3 separate regions of the Zea mays genome follow, and all the other regions are linked to region 3. A link is a contact called in public Hi-C data. All regions are on one chromosome and are shown on one strand. Each heading gives the region's core, a stretch centred on a gene start, on an enhancer-like site or on the middle of the called end of the contact. The rest is flanking DNA. Distances are from core to core; before and after follow the strand shown. Region 1 holds the start of LOC100283858 (60S ribosomal protein L27). Region 2 holds the start of LOC100279314 (decaprenyl-diphosphate synthase subunit 1). Region 3 holds the start of LOC100216983 (beta-1,3-galactosyltransferase sqv-2).

Region 1 (3,783 bases), core at 843-3,342, 350 kb before region 3:
GCAGAATATTTTATCCTGCTGTTACGATTTGAACAGCAACAGAAGATATAGAACTATCTGTACAACAATTCCGAAGACCAAAAAGTAAGATGAAATTCACGGAACCAATTATTGTCCCGCGCGAAGACTGAAACTGCAGAAATCTCAGCTGTAGGTAAATACATTCTGAAATAGGTTCGAAACTGGGATTTGGTCATTTTCATGCCAGATTCCGTTCAAATAAGATTTTGAGGTGCACGAATTAAGTTATAAAATAAGGTTTACTGGTACCAAACGCATTGATAAATTGTAACCAGGAAGACAATGTTGAACTTGTAAAGCAAACAACACAATAGTAACGAGCAGCAAAATGTGCCAAAGCAATCAAAATGCGTACCAAATTACAAGAGGTTCTAGGTGAAATAACACCTAACACGTTTGTTTAAAAAGGCAACATTAAAACATACCCAGCCTCAGAAGGTTACATGAATTATTTGCTTTACTCCACGGTATATTCTATTCTACTCACATGTCACAATTTATAATTCGTTTGACTTTTTGAACCGAGATTGACCGGTTCATCTTATTCAATTTTTTTGCAAGAAAATGGAAAATTCAAAGCCATATTTAAAATATATTATATACTAAACGATATCACAGTAAAAATTAATAATAATTACGATTTTTTTTGAAAAGCCAGTCAAACAAATTATAAAATGGAACGAAGGTAGTAGAATTCTTAGGATCCGTTGTATTTTATTTCACGAGTAAATAAAAGATAACAAGAGGCTACAAGCATGATCAACAAACAAATGAGAAACTAAAACTAACTGCCCATTAATTACAAGACAATGAATGAAGCAGCATCCAATGTGATAGCCAACAGCGCTTCGATTCGAACGTATCAAATTTTCCCTAATGTTACTCAAAAATATTTGGAAAGGAATGACTACCCAGCTCCGAAAGGCAGTATGAACAGTATTAAAAAAATTCTTTGACAGGGAGTCAAACAGCATCTAAGTAAAGCATGATTTTCCATGGAAGTTTAATATTCGCAATCAACCCGACATTACAAGTTTAACAAACTAATCAATAGGATAAATAAGATTGTAGCCAATATTTGTTGTCATCTACTTGATGAAACAGTTAATCCTAAAGACACAAATTGAACATTCAACAATTCCATAGAGCCCAGGGCCACTAGCTCAATTCAGCTAAGACCCCCTTTGAATACATGAAATTGAATTTCATTCTAATAATCGTAATTTAGACATATATCAATTAAACTAATATGGTTTTATACATAATATATTTGTATACCTTATGCTACATTTCTACTTTTCATAATTAACCAGATCATCAGGAGAAACAAAAGAGCATACTTGATGAAACACTACTAACAAGATGCATCACAAATGTCTGGCACCAACAAGAAACCCGCAAGCCGTAAAACAGAACAAAATTTTAACCAGACCTATCACGAAAACATGTAACACAACAACGGCATATCTTAGCAAATTTATCTCTGAGAGCCCCAGGACTAAACACGAAATATTCATGGTAATACGAAAACAGAGATGGAGTGTGTCCGATACAACAAATCGACAGCTAAAGCAGGACTATTCGGGAGGCCGAGCATCTAGAAGCGGAGCTTGGTAAAGAACCACCTGTTCTTGCCGGTCTTGAACCTCTCCTCAAGGCGCGCTTTGGCCGTCTTGCAGGCGGCGACCTTCTTGTCGTGGGTAGAGAGTGCGTCGGGCCCACCGGTGGCGACATCCTTGAAATCGACGTCGAGGGTGTAGCGGGTGGGCATGAGGTGAGTGAAGTTGACGAGCTTGATGAAGCACTTGACGCGCGACTTCTTCGCAGTCTTCTTGGCGGAGTCCTTGCGGATCACCTTCTTTGGGTACTTGGCGAGGCCTGCGACGAGGCAGTGGCCATAGGGGCGGTCGCGGGTGCCCTCCTCGAACACGCGCACGATAACTGCCTTCCTGCCGGCGAAGCGGCCCTGGAGGAGGATAACGGCCTTGCCGGGCTTGAGGAACTTCACCATCTTCGGATGCTGCTGCCGCTGCTGCGCCGCCGCCGCCGCCGCCGGGAGTGTAGGGTTTGGGAGGTGTGTCAAATCGGAGCACGGCGAAGAGAGAAGGTTATATAGTGTGGCGGCGCTAGGGTTTCCAGGTGGGTGGGTTTCGGCTGTTGGATCCAGGATCGGACGGTGCTGCCGTGCTCGAGCTTCAGGGGGCGCGGGATGAAGTAGTTCTGGGTCTGATGTAAGGCTCGTCGTCAATGGCCCAAGGCCCAACATGAGCACTACTGTAGCTTTTCTTTGTCGTACAGAAAAAGATCCAGTCGGCCAGTCCAAATTCCATCCCAGCATTCCTTCATGTGCCCCAGCTCTGCAGCTCAACACCGGTCTCATCTCTTCTCTACTCCTTAAGGTTGTGTGAGGCAACTATGTCATCTCCTATCTTATCTTCTTATAGCATATAGTTTGTTCTAACACTACGATCTCGATCAGATGAGGAAAGAAGTCGATGGTGGCAGTGACACGAGTGAGAGGAGGGGGAGGGGCCGGCGGGGTCACAATAGAAGAGGGACTGGGGGAGGCTATGGCGGTGGGGTCACGGGGAGAGGATGAAGAATGATCCAAATAATATTGTCTATTTGATTTACGTGAGTAATAGATATTAAGTTATCTAATGTTCTGAACCGTTGAATTTAATGGTGTTAAATTTGGGTGCAATTTGTTTGGTGGATTTAGTTATTGTTATGAGTGTGGATGATTTGGTCAAGTGAGTTTTGCAAAGTTTAAACTATTGAAATATACAGTAGTATATATTTCAAACTTTACTAAATAAACAATAATGTCTACAATGCAAACAACAGTTTTTTTGTATGGCCTTATGTGCGATCTATTGAAGGTAGCCTAAAATACAAGTTTTCATTGTTCCATCATTTCCACTGTCCCGTTTGTCATGCACAAAGCATGTAGATCCATTCCTCTCCTCCAGCATCTCATAAACAAATAATTTTCGAGATAAGCTTCCATCCATATATGATCGAACAAGGACAACAAAAATATGATAGGCTCGAACCCCCATAGAAGCGGGCGACGAAACAGGAGCCATGAGGGACGTGCGCTCCCTGCCGTTACACCTAAAAATCCTTATCATTTAGTTGTCGGTTTTAGGGCTGAAAAATAAGCTCGAGGCTCACGAGTCGGCTCGAATTTAGAGTGGCTCGGCTCGGCTCGGCTCGAAGCGACTCACGAGCCTCGAACGAGCCGAGCCCATTTCTCGAGCTCATTTTTTCAGCGAGTCGAGCTGAGCCGGCTCATTTCGACTCGCGAGCCGCGCCAAATTGTTTGATTCCGAATAATGATTAATATTAGATAATTTTATGGATAATAGCTTGTTTTTTTAGTCTTTAATGGCGAATATATTACACTTTATAATTTAAATTACTCATAATATTGAATGATGATTCCATATTTCAAATTTATATAATGTTAATTCACTAAATAATGCAATAATCAGTATTAGGAATTAGCTCGCGAGCCAATATCGAGCCGAGTCGAGCCCATTCAATCATCGAGCCGCATCGAGCTGAGCCGAGCCGAGCTTGGCTTAGCTCGTTTCCAGCCCTGGTCGGCTCCCATCTCTGGTGCCGTTGTCGAGGACACACTAAACGCCTCGCTGATGTATTTGGCTCGCCTCGGATGGTCTCTTGTCTTCTGCCTCAACCGCTCTATCATCCATCGGTGCCCATGTCCACTCTAGGGGTGAAAATGGGACGGGTACC
Region 2 (3,531 bases), core at 551-3,050, 380 kb after region 3:
ACGGTCCGGTGCTTGATCTCCTTCCAAATTTGGCATATCTGACCGTTGCTCCTCTGGGCTGATTGGCGCACCAGCCGACCGTTGGAGCAGTCCACGTGTCGCGTGAAGATTGCGCGGCCGACCGTTGGCTCACCGGACAGTCCGGTGCACCACCAGACAGTTCGGTGAATTATAGCCACGTCGCCCCTTTGCTTTTCCCGAGGGCGACGAGTTCGCCGCGGATGACTCACCGGACAGTCCGGTGCACCACCGGACGGTCCGATGAATTATAGCCATACGCCGTCGTCGAGTCCCGATAGCGGCCTTTTCACGCGGACCAGCCTAGCGTACCGGACAGTCCGGTGTGCCAAGCCGAGCTGAGGATTGGCCGCATAGAGCCAAGCTTTTCCCTTTTCCTTTCTTCTTTAGTCACTGTTTCTAGCACTTGGATAACCATGTTAGTACACAAAACAATTCACCAAGTCTAGAAACATACCTTTTTCCTTGATTTGCACTTCTCACTTTATTTTGCACATTAGAACTCAATTAAATGTGTTGGACACTTAATCACCAAAACATTATAGAAATTGCCCAAGGGCACATTTCCCTTTCAGGTAGCATGGCTTGTGGGTAAAGATGTGCAACCTCTGTAGAGTGTAAAATTGGTATATCAGCCGTGCTCACGACCATGAGCGGCTCGGACACGCACATGATTAAGTTATGGAATTAAACTTAATTTGTCATATGCATCACATTGTGGTTTTATTATTAATTTTAATCTACTATTATTTTAGGGTATATACATACATTTAGTAACTGCTAATAAAATTTGACCAATTTATTAAAAGCAATGCTCAGCTTTAACAATTATTTGTTTATCAGCCTTACACTTCTTATGAGCTCTTGTGAGCTCACCCTTGCGATATATAACCCCAGGTGAAGAGCAGGTAGCCCAGGAGGAGGACTACTAAGAGGAGTACGATGAAGTTTAGGAGGCGTCTCCGAGTCAGCTTAATGACACCAAGGAATAATATTAGTTCGCTTATTTGTTATCATTTATTTTTGTAAGACACTTCCACAATGTAATAATATTTGTGACATTTATCTCTATACACTTGGTAATTATATATGTTCTTTTTCTTTAACACATATGAGACGTACCCGAGTTTACTCCTTAAATCCGAGTGTGACACTAGTTTGAAACGAGGAGCCAAACCTAGAGAGGTAAACCTTCCATAAATAACTAATTGTCTTATTCAAATAACACCTCCTAGATTGCCCGTTCTATAAATAAAAAATTATAAAGAAATTTAAGTTTTCAAACTAGCACTCAAAATATAAATAACAAAGTTACTAAAATTACAAATTTTATATATACTATGCCTGAAGTGGGTGTTTAGTTCCGCACCACTAAAATTTAAACCCATCACATCAAATATTTAATTAATAATTAAGGATACTAAATATAATCCAGTTATAAAACTAATTACACATAAAAACTAAAAGATAAAACATATTTATTAAATCTAACTAAATCTACATTTAATACTTATATTTAATATTTAAATATTTAATGCGACACCAAACACCCAAACGTAGAAAACACATGTAAAGTTCCCTCGTGGGCTTGGGCCTTTTCGTGCAGGCGCATTCCACCACTAGACGTGGCACTGTGGCAGAACGGGCGCATCCACCGATCCACGTAACCCTCCTCCACGCCACGGGTGGCGCCTCCGTTCCAACCCACAAACCGAGCGGCGGCCGCCGCCTCCCTTTTCGTCTCTGACTTTTTCTACAAGCTCATTCTTCCTCCCCCGATCTCGGGAGCAGCCGAAGCATGTCCTGGCGGTGGACTCTCGCGCGCCGCGTCGCCACGCTGGCCGCGATCGGTGGCGGCGGTGCCCAGGCGCAGAGGCTCCTGTCCACCTCGTCAGCCGGCGGTGGCACTGGCCTCCTGGGTCGGCACTACATACCCCTCGCCTCCCAGATTCGGAGCAAGGTCCACTGCCCCGTTCCCTTCCCGTACTTTACCCTCTGCCGCTGGTGCTTGCCTGCTTGCTGGCGGCCGAGCTGCCAGCCACCGCCCGCGTTGTGTTTGCGTTTATGCCGTGCTCCTGTAGACCGTTCGGAGTGGCGCTCCTAGTGATGGCATTCGCGCGAGTTTGCCCTCGTTAATACGCTGCCTAGTCCCGTAAACCATAAGGAATAGCAACAGGTCCTTCATATGCAAGGTTATTAAAACAATAAAGCGTTTAAATACTCATGGGTGAAATTTTGACTTTTAAATGTTTAAACAAACGTTTAAACAAAGTTTAAACGTAATTTTAAACAACATAGGAAAACTATAAATATATTATAATTTCAGACAATAACATGAAGTTAAATACCAAAACAAAGAGGTTAGTGGCTTACCAAAACTTCACTCAGGAGCCGGATTGGACCCAAAAGTAATTAACAGACTGGGTCCAAAAGTAGCTAATGGTTTAAAACGCTTGAAACACTGCGTTTTACAGTTTAGAATGCTAAAACACGGTTTCAACATCTTATTAGAGTTTTGACGTTTAAACGCAGTATGGGAAAAGTCTGGCTTTTCCGTTGTGCTGAACTGCTGATACAGGCTCTCTACGTTTTGTATCGTTTAGTAGGTAGTTGGTTGCAGAGGAGCTGCTCTTGTGAGCTCCAGATGGTTGCATGAGGCCCAATACCAGGTTCGCCAGGACGGGGCTTCCAGGGCTCAGGTAGTTGATGTCTCATCTCTGTTATCATTCGTTTTGTGCTGCTCATTCAGTGTGAAATGATCACTTCGCCCTTTTCTTTCAATAAAAGGGTTAGGGTAGGGCATAATTTAACACATGAAGTATGAAATGAAATGATAGTTGACATAAATGCACAAAGTAAATCATTGGGTGTCACATTATTCAGTTGACTGCATCTTGTTGCTATTACATCTCTTGTCTGTAGCACTGTGTGTACCCTTTTTCTAATGCACTGTCAATCGATGGCTTCTCATCTTAAGCCTATCTTGATGCTATCGCTGCACATTAGTTATCATATGAGCAAGCTTCTATAAAGGTTATAGACCCAATATGATTCCTTTTCATAGATATGCTGTTCCTCCATCTCCAGAAAAAAAGGGTAAAATGTCTTTCAGCTGTTAATTCATATAAAAACTTGTAATGCAGCCAGGTACTAGGATATTGTTCCTGGTTTGACTAAGCTAATATGGCAAAGAACACATTGTGCTTTATAGATCATTTGAAACTTGTACAGGACAATTTAATTTTCTTTTCATCATTTGATGTTCCCAAGGGCCACATCTCTTGCCTTTTCAAGTAGTTGGCAATTTACCATCATGTTGTATGGACTTGAAAGAAAGTTCCATTCATATTGCAACAATAAGGCTTTGATGTTGTTTTGACATGAATCAAAGGTTATCTTAGGGCCAGTTTGGCAGAGCTTAAAGAGCAACTTCTAGGCTGAATCCAGGAGCACGTCTGCCAAACAGTTTTTTAATGAGTGTACTGATTCTGTCAAGTGGTTCTATTTCTATGA
Region 3 (4,083 bases), core at 909-3,408:
CCTACCTTGACTGCCCCACTGATCCCCACCCCAAATCGCCCCTGGCAGACATGGGCATAACCATAAAAGGTCACTGTTGTGGAACTACATGCTGCAAAGAGGAATCCAGTTCCATTCGTGGAAGAAGATAACTCCAATAAAGATGAACTGTTACTCAGCCTTTGGGCCTTGTGGCCTTTTTGGTTCTTGGCTAACTGCGCCACAACTTGTCTAAAGTTAGTCGGCCAAATTGAAGAACTAACCTTAGACAGAGAACCAAACATGCCCTAAAAATTTAAACTACAGCACTGCGTACAAGTCCATCTGTTCATTTTCCCTCCCAACGCAGCAACCCTTCGTGTTGATCGCGACTTCGCCGTCGAACTGTACCGTGGTATGGGGCAACAAATTCGCTCTGCTCCTGCAGGTAAGCAAGTCTGTAGCCCTCCGCAACTCCATAAATATGCAGAGAGTTCGGCACAGTCACACAAACACACAGTAGGGCCCTCTAGAACCTGATTTCCCCCCCCCCCCCCCCCCCCCCCCCCCTTGGTGATTGTTATTAGCTTATTTTTTTTGTTATTAATTAGTTTAGTTGGTTGATTGTAAAGTGCAGCAAATTATTAAATAAATGTGGAACCAAAAGTATTAGAGGAGGAAGATGACTATACTCATATCAATTTTGACAAACAGTCGCTGCAGTTGAAGAGGACATTGAAAATGATATGGCTGGCAGATAAGTTGAAGAGGAGATGGAAAATGACAAGGAAGCCGATGTGGAGGTTGAACCTCATTAACTATGCAATCCGGATCACATTATTACTGATCCGTGGCTTCGTATATTAACATTAGTTCAGAGTTAATAGAGCTTTCATAGACAAGGATCCAACTCAAACAATTGGTTATAATTTCCCTAAATCAAAGACGAAAAGGTTCCTTTAGAAAACATGGTTCAAGCAATATTGTTGGCATGAATACCGTGTGAAGAGAAGAGAAAGATATGGCTTATTGCTTTTATTGATACCTTTTCATGCATGATCGGATGGATGACAAATTTGGATATGATGTCTTTACAACATCGGGATTTAACAATTGAAAGAATGCATATTTGGCACTTTCAAAGCATTGGGAATTAACAATTGGAAGTTTGGCTTAATGATGTGTGTGCTACGAGCGAGAAATATTCAAAGGAGTTGATCTTGATTCTTGAGAAGATCAAGAAAAGGTTTCACAAAAAGAAAGATATGCAAATGCAATTGCATAGCTCGCCTAGATGTGATTGAAGCTTACTCGTTGTATGGTTTCTTGACTTCACTTGTATTTTTCTATAATTTTATTTATTCCTCCTGCGCTCGTTCGAGAAAAAAATAATTCTATTTATTCTAAACATTTTTACCAACACGACATATTACGATAAGAGATATTATTTTACAATCTATATGTATCAAGTTTGATATACCTTATTTTTTTCTGTTCTCCGCCACTGAACCTAAATGTGCAGGGTCATTGGCACACAGGTGGGCTCAGCGCCAGTATGAACAAACGAGCCAGAATAATAGCGCTGACAGAGTCTGAATTCTTGAATCCGTGAGCATCTGAGCACTCTCTCGCAGTTCCCAAATTAGCAACACTCTCAAGGAACTCAGGGAGCTCAAGTACCGCGACTCACGACTCACAAGTTGAGGTACACAGTGCGGGTTCAGAGTCCAAGCAACCAACATTCCCCCTGCAGCCCCAAACCGCAGAATGCAGTTGACCAGCAACACACGGATCTTACCCACATCCATCCCTTCCATCCTAGGAGCGCTGAGGAGCGTACAGAACGAGGCACAAGTGTGGACAGGATGAACTCTCCAAGTCAAGATTTCGTGGAGCGAGCAACGGAATATACCTGTCGGTGAAGAGCAGGCCGAGGCAGAAGCTCCCGACGCATAGCAGCAGCACCCATCTCCTGGCCACGCCATCCGCGCCTCCTCCCCGCCTCCAACCCATGTCCGCCGTCGGCGCGACGCCGCCAACCACCACCTCGTCCTCGTCCTTCTCCTCTCAGGTCCCGCGGCGGCAGCAGCAGGACATGGACGCCCACGGCGCGAGGAAGCCATGACCTGGATTCTTTAATCCCGGAGACCGGAGCTGAGGCCGCCACGGTCTACGCCCCATGACACCCATGTGCGCGGGCGGGAGGCGGCCACCGACAACGCAGGGTACAGCTTGCCTGCTCTGCTTTGAGTAAAGACAGAATTCCCTCGGAGCCATTGAAATGGTTCCTCGATTGCCATTAAAAATTACAGAGTTTAGGACCTATTCGAAAGCATTCAGTTTTTAAAAAACTGATTTATAAAAATTGAGTTGATTATAAATATAATAATTTATAATTTAGTTTATATAATTCTCTATTTTTTAAAAACTAAGAAGTTGACCTCTACTAACTAAAAGATAAAACCCAATTTTTTTATTGGGTTGTTTTTAAACTGTGCCTTACTTAACTGCCATTAGTTTATTATAATTTTTATTCCTGTTTGGCCATTACTGTTAGGCTGGATCCAGTAGAAGCAAAATGATCTACGGTTATTTTTCTGCTGCGTGCCGAGTTTACGTATCATGAGCCAACTATAGATGAAGTGACGGTAGAGGATCTCATTGTGGATCTAGTGGAGTTGATACCTACCTACCTCTGTCGTGTTGTAGTCAGCTATAGGTATCGACCACTACAGAGACGGCAGGAGATAGACTCGGTCGGTCGACTAGTCGAGACGAATAACAACGATTGGAGTGATGCAAGGTCGGTCGATATCGACCGACACATTTGAGCAGCACAGCTACCGATCAGACGCGATCAGTAGCGGCATACGGTTGTTGATGTGGCACAATCTAATTCGTCAGCGCTATTTCTTTTATTTTAATTTGAAAAAAAAACTCATGCATATCTCTTAGGGGTGCATCGAATGTATGGTCACTTCTTCAAGCAATGTTATCTATGTAGGTCTAGCTCTGAAATAAAGAGATGTGCAAATTCTCTGCTCGATGTTGACTTACAATCAGAACAGTTGTTTTACTCCGTCTATTTATTTCCATTGTCTGTTTATTATCACTACCAATTTATTATACTCTATTATTGATCATTTGATGATGAAATGTGATTACTGAAAATATATGGAGTTTGATTATAAGGGCATGTACATTTGCACGGTACTCCAAGTATAAGACAGCTAATACACAATATAATACAGTGGACATGTCTAAAACATGTGTATCTATATTTATTACACCAATCAGAGCAATCAATAAATTAAATTGACCAATCAGTTATTCATCTGTCTCGAACAGAGAGTGTTCATCAAGATACATGACTTGAGTTTTTTTATATTTACCACATTAGACACACTCGAAGACACGGCTCAAGAAATCCATCGTACATGTCTTAATCAGTCTTAGTTAAGGCAACAATTAGTGATGTTCCTTTCTCTTGTAACTTGCGGATCTTCCCTGAAACACCGTGCCACGTAAGTAATAAACTTTTAAATTTCTACATACATGATTCGTTACACCCCATCAACTATTCAATTTGAAGTTGACCTCTACTTGCTACCTCTTGGAAAATCAGTCACCATGTCTCTGGTTCTTGGTCTATCCATATTCATCGTCTTGACAAGACAAGAGAAATCCAGACAGGTTTCGTGACTAGCAGTGCAAAGGCGAAGGAAGGTGATGTTTTCTTTGTGTCGGCTCACACCAAGGTCAAGCTCTACACTTCTTGCCCCAGGTTCCATGCAACTGCAAAGGGTTCGGGTAAACAACAGTTTCCTGAGTTGATGGGCAACTGGTTTAGGGTTTAGGGGTACCAGCTACACAAAGGATTTTCATGTTTGCCACTTGTTCAAAAAGTAAGTTAATTATGTGGGTTCTCATCGTGTATAGGAAATATGGAGAATAAGTTCATCCTTTATTTATTTTATAAATTGTATTTCATTTCCAAATATGATGAGTTGTTGGGATCACAAATGGATATGTAATTGAGTTCAAAGTTAAATGTACCTCTTGAGTTAGTAAAAAATGTAGTTTGACTCATAGAAATGTGGTAATGCATTAACTTCAGGTGACAAT

Evidence for each region. A called contact is a pair of places that touch in the nucleus more often than the background predicts.
Region 1: a Hi-C map of ear shows a contact between it and region 3, with 4 times the contacts expected there. The contact joins the promoter of LOC100283858 here to the promoter of LOC100216983 in region 3. A contact is called at or near these places in 2 of 25 Hi-C or Micro-C datasets (ear and tassel).
Region 2: a Hi-C map of ear shows a contact between it and region 3, with 2.1 times the contacts expected there. The contact joins the promoter of LOC100279314 here to the promoter of LOC100216983 in region 3. A contact is called at or near these places in 2 of 25 Hi-C or Micro-C datasets (ear and tassel).

What each region holds. Positions count from the first base shown.
Region 1 is chr5:42,664,543-42,668,325 of Zm-B73-REFERENCE-NAM-5.0, forward strand. LOC100283858 (60S ribosomal protein L27) reads right to left here and starts at 2,093. Exons shown (of 1, transcript NM_001291614.1): 1 at 1,508-2,093. The coding sequence starts at 2,032. The coding sequence ends at 1,619.
Region 2 is chr5:43,393,415-43,396,945 of Zm-B73-REFERENCE-NAM-5.0, forward strand. It overlaps LOC100279314 (decaprenyl-diphosphate synthase subunit 1), which reads left to right and starts at 1,801. Exons shown (of 13, transcript NM_001152335.1): 1 at 1,801-1,978; 2 at 2,625-2,717. The coding sequence starts at 1,817.
Region 3 is chr5:43,013,728-43,017,810 of Zm-B73-REFERENCE-NAM-5.0, forward strand. It overlaps LOC100216983 (beta-1,3-galactosyltransferase sqv-2), which reads right to left and starts at 2,159. Exons shown (of 11, transcript NM_001143362.1): 1 at 1,871-2,159. The coding sequence starts at 1,971.